2 separate regions of the Triticum aestivum genome follow, and region 2 is linked to region 1. The links are chromatin contacts, called in public Hi-C maps. All regions are on one chromosome and are shown on one strand. Each heading gives the region's core, a stretch centred on a gene start, on an enhancer-like site or on the middle of the called end of the contact. The rest is flanking DNA. Distances are from core to core; before and after follow the strand shown. Region 1 holds the start of LOC123045327. Region 2 overlaps LOC123045329 (probable phosphoribosylformylglycinamidine synthase, chloroplastic/mitochondrial).

What was found. Hi-C and Micro-C count contacts between places; a contact is called where the count stands out from the background.
Region 2: a Hi-C map of leaf shows a contact between it and region 1, with 2.8 times the contacts expected there. The contact joins the enhancer-like site here to the promoter of LOC123045327 in region 1. A contact is called at or near these places in 2 of 5 Hi-C or Micro-C datasets (both in leaf).

Annotation. Positions count from the first base shown.
Region 1 is chr2B:437,812,337-437,815,347 of IWGSC CS RefSeq v2.1, forward strand. It overlaps LOC123045327, which reads right to left and starts at 1,644. Exons shown (of 11, transcript XM_044468325.1): 1 at 1,366-1,644; 2 at 7-79. The coding sequence starts at 1,479.
Region 2 is chr2B:438,032,599-438,035,598 of IWGSC CS RefSeq v2.1, forward strand. LOC123045329 (probable phosphoribosylformylglycinamidine synthase, chloroplastic/mitochondrial) reads right to left here. Exons shown (of 4, transcript XM_044468327.1): 4 at 2,740-3,000. Among protein-coding and RNA genes, the nearest start is that of LOC123041350, 14 kb to the left of the region's middle. Within about 2 kb of position 1,278, at least 2 of the 8 cell types and tissues checked have an H3K27ac peak or open chromatin away from gene starts, as enhancers often do. A contact at or near this core is called in leaf, where this site is marked.

The DNA.
Region 1 (3,011 bases), core at 394-2,893:
GCATACCATATACACTATTTGTTGTTGCAGCTGCAGCCGAAAGCAAGCTATCATAACAAGTTCTCATTTCCTCCATCTCCTGCAAAATAAGAACCTCACATAAGTTGGGTTACAAAAACGTATTTTCATCAGATTGATAATCTTTGCAGCTGTCAGTGACAGGTGAACTGTGAGCATTAACAAATAGCAGGAAAAACCATTCTGACAGGAATTTGGCAGTCTGGATCCATTAGATCACGTTGTACAAAAGCTAAGGTTTGGCCCACCTAGATATTTGAAGTTTTGATCCTACAAGGGCAATAGCAAATAGTACATCGTCAACAGCTTTGAGATTCACTGCTTGCTAGTAACATGCCCCATCTGCAAGTCACAAATGGCAGTGGTAGCCTTCTAGCGAAACGAACCAGTATGCAAAAGCAAACCATACTACATTTAACATTGGCATGCTTAAATCTTCTCCTTCATTATCGCCGCGTGCAAAAGCGTCAACTTTTTATTCTTATCCCAAAACATCAAAAGGAAAAGCTAAATGAAATAAAAGACTTCTTACAGATTAATCAGAGCACTGCACTCATCCACGGTACTGCTCTACAAATGTAGCCATGACTAAAATCCCGTAGTCCCTTTCAAGCATCTATCAACACCTCAATCACTTTCATCTAAGTTGGACTGACTACATTGCTGTTGAAATGGAAGATGCCGGTATGACTCAGCAATCAGTACTCCCTAAATATAAAAGATTTTCTGATATTAATCTTGAACATATATAAAATCAGCAGCAAGCACTAACATATTTCGATATATAACAATCATCAGCCAAGTTTATCGCATATAAAAAATTATTCCACTAATGACTTTGAATTGCTGACCCGAGACTCGTTCCAGATAGCACCTTTCTCCACTAAAAGTTTCCTGCCGTAGACTTTGACCAGCAGAGCCAAGCCACAAATATCAAACGCGTGTAACAGCCAGAATAACACATAAAACAATCAGCTCTCACAAATTTCACATATTATAGAAATATAAAAATATCGTTACAGCAGTCGCATAGAACTCTTGCTTTGTTCATCCTCACGCGTAGAAGAAGAAAGGCAGACGAAGAGAAAAAAAAAACGATCTCTCTATCCCTCGCTGGAGTTTGATTCCCTTCGATCTCACATAATCGCTACGAGCAAAAACAATTCACCGCAGCCAACAACAAGGACCGATATACACACAAAAACAAAATAGAAACAGCCCGGCAATACCGCTAACTTCTCGATCGGCCAAGCCCCTCGCGATCCAATTTAAGGACGTATTCCAAACCAGCAGCGCGTAATGATTCCAGGAAAAGAAATCGTAGTCAGAGTAGGGAGTCGGCGAAACCTGGGCGGCGTCGACGAGGTTGTCGAGCTTGGCGGGCGGCGGCCGTTGGTCCTTCTTCTCCTTGTGGTGGTGGGGGAGGGCGAGGCCCCGAAACTTGCGCAATGGCGATTTCATCGTCGAATCCAGAAACTATGGCCAATTCGTGCTCCGGCGATGATTCGAAGAGGGGAGAGGAGGGAGAAAGAGGAGGTTTGTTTCTTGTTTGACAGGATGGATTTCGGAAGACCAGAAATGGAGGAGGGAGAATACGATGTCTTCCTTTATGGAGATGCTACTGGTGTTTTGGGAACGGAAAATAATTGTAAACAATTCGGTCCATGTTTGACCTGACGCAGCCAGTTTGACCAGAAAAACGAGAATATCCCCTCGCTCAATAAATGGGAAGATGAGAACAAACTGTAAAACAATGGGCCACGCTAGGCCGATCACCGCGTGCCTCCGTTTGCCTTAATTCTTCTCCCAAAAATCACATTTATTTCAAAAAAAATCTTAGTAAATTTTGAAAAACATGAAAAAAAATTAGAAACTAACATTGGGCACTGGATCAATATGTTATCCCAAAAATAATATAAATTGTTGTCAAAAGTATGTGAAATTATAAAATATTGGTATGAAACAATAAAAAATTAGGACAATTACATTTGTGTCATTGATTGAAATCCACTACACAGATTTGCCCATAATTTCAAAGCATGCTTAAATTTGCCCCTCTGTCGTTAGTTTCCATTATAGAAATGCCCTTCTGCGCCGTTACCGTCCGGTCAAAGAGCTTTGACCATCTTGAAACACTAGCAAAAAAATAAAAAAAATCTAAATTTCTGTGAGATCAAATATACTTAGATGCGTGCAATTCTTCGTGCTATTTAGACATACCAGGAGCTTGTAGTAAAGGAAAACAATAAATCTGTACGTCTTTGAATAGTAAATTCAAAAACATATAAAATTTTTGGCATCCAAAATGCTCGGGTGCGCAAAGTGTGTGCAAAATTTTGTTATCAAATGACATGCGAGGAGGTCTAGCAAAAAGAAACGGAAATAGTGCATTTTTTAAAAGTTTTTCCTGAGGCAAGTTATTTTTCTCCACGAGCTCCTACAATGTTGAAACACAACAAATTTTGGCAAACATCTTGCGCACCACGCATCTTGGATGCCAAAAAAATCATATGTTTTTTAATTTTCTTGCTATTTTTTTGTATTTATTGTTCACATGCGTACATATTTACTGTTTTTCCTTTGCGAGCTCCTATAATATCCAAACAGCATGAAAATTTGCACGCACCTAGGTACCTTCGGTCCAATAAAATTTCAGGGTTTTTTTGAATTTTTTTTGCTATTTTTTCGTGATGGTCAAAGCTCTTTGACCGGACGGTAACGTCGCAGATGGGCATTTCTATAAGGGCTACTAAAGGCAGAGGGGAAAAATTGAGCATGCTTTGAAATTAGGGGCAAATCTAAGTAGTGGTGTGACGCCCCCGATTCAATCGTACACTAATCATGCACGCAAACGTGTACGATCAAGATCAGGAACTCACGGGAAGATATCACAACACAACTCTAAAAACATAAATAAGTCATACAAGCATCATATTACAAGCCAGGGGCCTCGAGGGCTCGAATACAAGTGCTCGATCATAGACGAGTCAGCG
Region 2 (3,000 bases), core at 28-2,527, 220 kb after region 1:
ATGGACGCAACAAAACTTTGCTCCCATAACTTCAAAAGTCTTTTCTTTATTGTGTTGTTGTCAATGCCACGGTCAATACCAAACCATACATATTGCTTTTTTTTTCAAACATATCTCTTCACGTGCAAGCCTTCACAGCTCAACGAACGCCTCTGCAGCCTCCTGTAGCACACAGTACATGACCACACGCCTGTGCACTGCCCTTGTGCAACTCAAGGGAAGTAGCCAGCCCAACACGGTTCTTGCTCCACCTGTGCCGCCGCCTCCCCTTTGCGCGCCTGTGTTATTATGTTGGCATAGGTTACATCGTGTGTCTATTCATTAAGAATAAGAGGATGTTTGGTCTTGTGCTAGAAGCGCTCGATCACACCAAATCAGATGAAGAATATCCTCCCCAACTATTCACCTCAGTGAAGAACGACAGGGTCTACACTCCGCTGTTTTACTTTTACCTTGTTAACTTCTTACAGATTACTCAACAATATTTAGAAGGCAGTGGATCGAGAACATGCTACCGAAAGAAGAAAGGAGATGAAGAAATTGCAGATGCATAATGTGGGTCTGAACATCAAGGAAAATCCTGAGCTGGCCCAATTGGATGGAAATGATGCTGAGATGATCCACCACCATCGCAGCGCCGGCTTGCATGCAGACTCATCCTCCCCATCCAGCTCAATTCCTTTGAATGGCACATCAAAAACAGATGACAGCATTTATATCAGCAACACATGCACACATCTCTCCCTCCGTTTCACTCAAGAGGAGCGGGAGCGGGAGACGACTGAAACGCAGCATGCCATATGACTTATGGGGGTGGACCCAGCTCCAATCATGTGCACAGGCAAGGACCACCCAAGAGAAAAAGGCAAAGGTTTATTCATTCATCTCTGATCCATGCTGATCACTTGATCAGCAACCAACCTAACCAAGGAATCCAGATAGATCAACAGAATGGTGCACAAAGGAGTGAAAAGAAGAAGATAGAAACAGTGTTGATTGATGGATGGATAGAGGCGTATCAATTAGGGACACATGGCATGGCCCTGGGCGAATAATGCATACTCAGGCGTCATTTGGTTTCACGGGATCCTCCCGGGATCCCTGCTATTTCCCTGGTTAAGAGCCCCACGTGGAAAGTTAGTCCCGATTTTCCTGCCGTGGCATTTGGTGGCACCGTGGAGGATAAATTCCCGTCCCAATCCACCCGATAGCCCCGAGTTTCCCACCCACGTCTCTACACATCGGGAGAACTGCCCCGGACGCCGTCCGCGTTCTCTTCGCGCGACTTCGCCTACCGCTTGTGCACTCGTCCGCAGGCTATTTTCCGGCCCTTCCTGTTGATAGTCTCCTCCACAACAGCTCACAGCGAGCCACCAAAGACCCAAATGGAAACGGGGAGATCACCCCCACAGGAGAAGGGAATCCCCTGTGTCCGTGAAAATCCCCCACAGGGGTTTGTTACCCTGGGTGGTCCTCCCTTTGCAACCAAACAAAGCCTCACCGGGAACAAATGGCCGGCTGGCTTGCTGGCTGCTGCTCCTTCCGTCCACGAAAAGAAGGGAACACATGCGGCATTACGTTCATGTCTGCACATCGAGAAGCCACTAATGCTAGGGATGGGAGGGGCCATGCGAGATTCAGCAACTGACCGCCGAGCGCCGAGCGAGACAGATGACGGGGCCTTGGCTGTAAAGGGCATCGCATCGCCTTTAGTCTTGTAGCATGCCCTGTCCTCTTCATTAATGCTGGAGTGCGTCACCAGCCATGCTTAGTGATTGTCTAATGATGTGATGATCCTCTCTATCTCCTTTCCAATCAACTCAAACATCAACTTTCTGGCTAGGGGTTGACTAATCTTAAATTTAGATTCGCCTCCGGCAGATCTCGACGAAATACATGGCGTTTTGTTTGGCCAAGTGGACTTATCGATGAAAAGATACGCAATCTTTGCGTATTTGCATAAGATAAAGTAGTAAAGTGGCACGAACCATATTTCCTCAAGCTAGAACTGTAGTATCCTACCTGTAGACCACACGGAGAGACTGATAACACAAGGCACTACGCAAGCAAAGCCATGTTCCACACAACTGAATGGCGTATCCGATGACCTAGTTCCAGCTTAGTCGTCTTGCTAGGGGCGAGGTTGTTGGATACATGATTAATGACCTGAACCTGTTAGAAGGTGAAAATACACTAAAATTACTTGTTTCAAAAAGGTTTTGGGACTTAGGTAGGTACAGTACTTCGTAAGTCCCGAGTCCAGAAAAGATGACTAATTGACTTGCTGAGAGAAATGTCTGCAGAAATTACGCCGAAAGCATGATTTGCTATAATGGTAGGGTGATCCTTGACTGAGATCAGTATCATGTAAAAATAAAACACCCAAAATGGCTGCTGGTGAAAACAAGAGGAGCAGAAAAGTTCTGACAGGCGATATGCTGGGCGGCATAATCATTCTGTACTGACTTCAATCAACCCTCTTTTATGCCCTGTTTCCTCCGATTCCAAGGACCGCAATAGTTGAAGCGTCACCAACAAATCACTAGGGGGCATAGCATTCCCATCAGTGTCTCCTCAGCCAGGAGCCATTCTTCATGGTTGCACCTGCGAATTTGGATCATAACAATTCGCCAGAGCAGCGGCAGATCAGCGTCAGGAAACAGGTACACATAGGAGAACTGAATGTCAACCAATAAAACTAGGCAAGATTCTAATTTATCTCAAAGAAATCAAAATACGTACGCTAGATAATAACTTAGATATAAATCTCCCGGAATTTCAGAATTCAGAATAACCCTTTAGAGAGCTTCTTTTGGTACTATCTACAGAATAGAGGATTGCACAACACAAGCTTTAGCTAAGCAGAACACCAAAAGGGGCGGAAATCGGGTATACAAAATATAGATATTAAGTGTTCAACCATGGTTGGAGCATAACCGCTGACAACCACTTATTATAGCACGTTCAAAAATAACCCCATGATTATTGCAAATCATGATG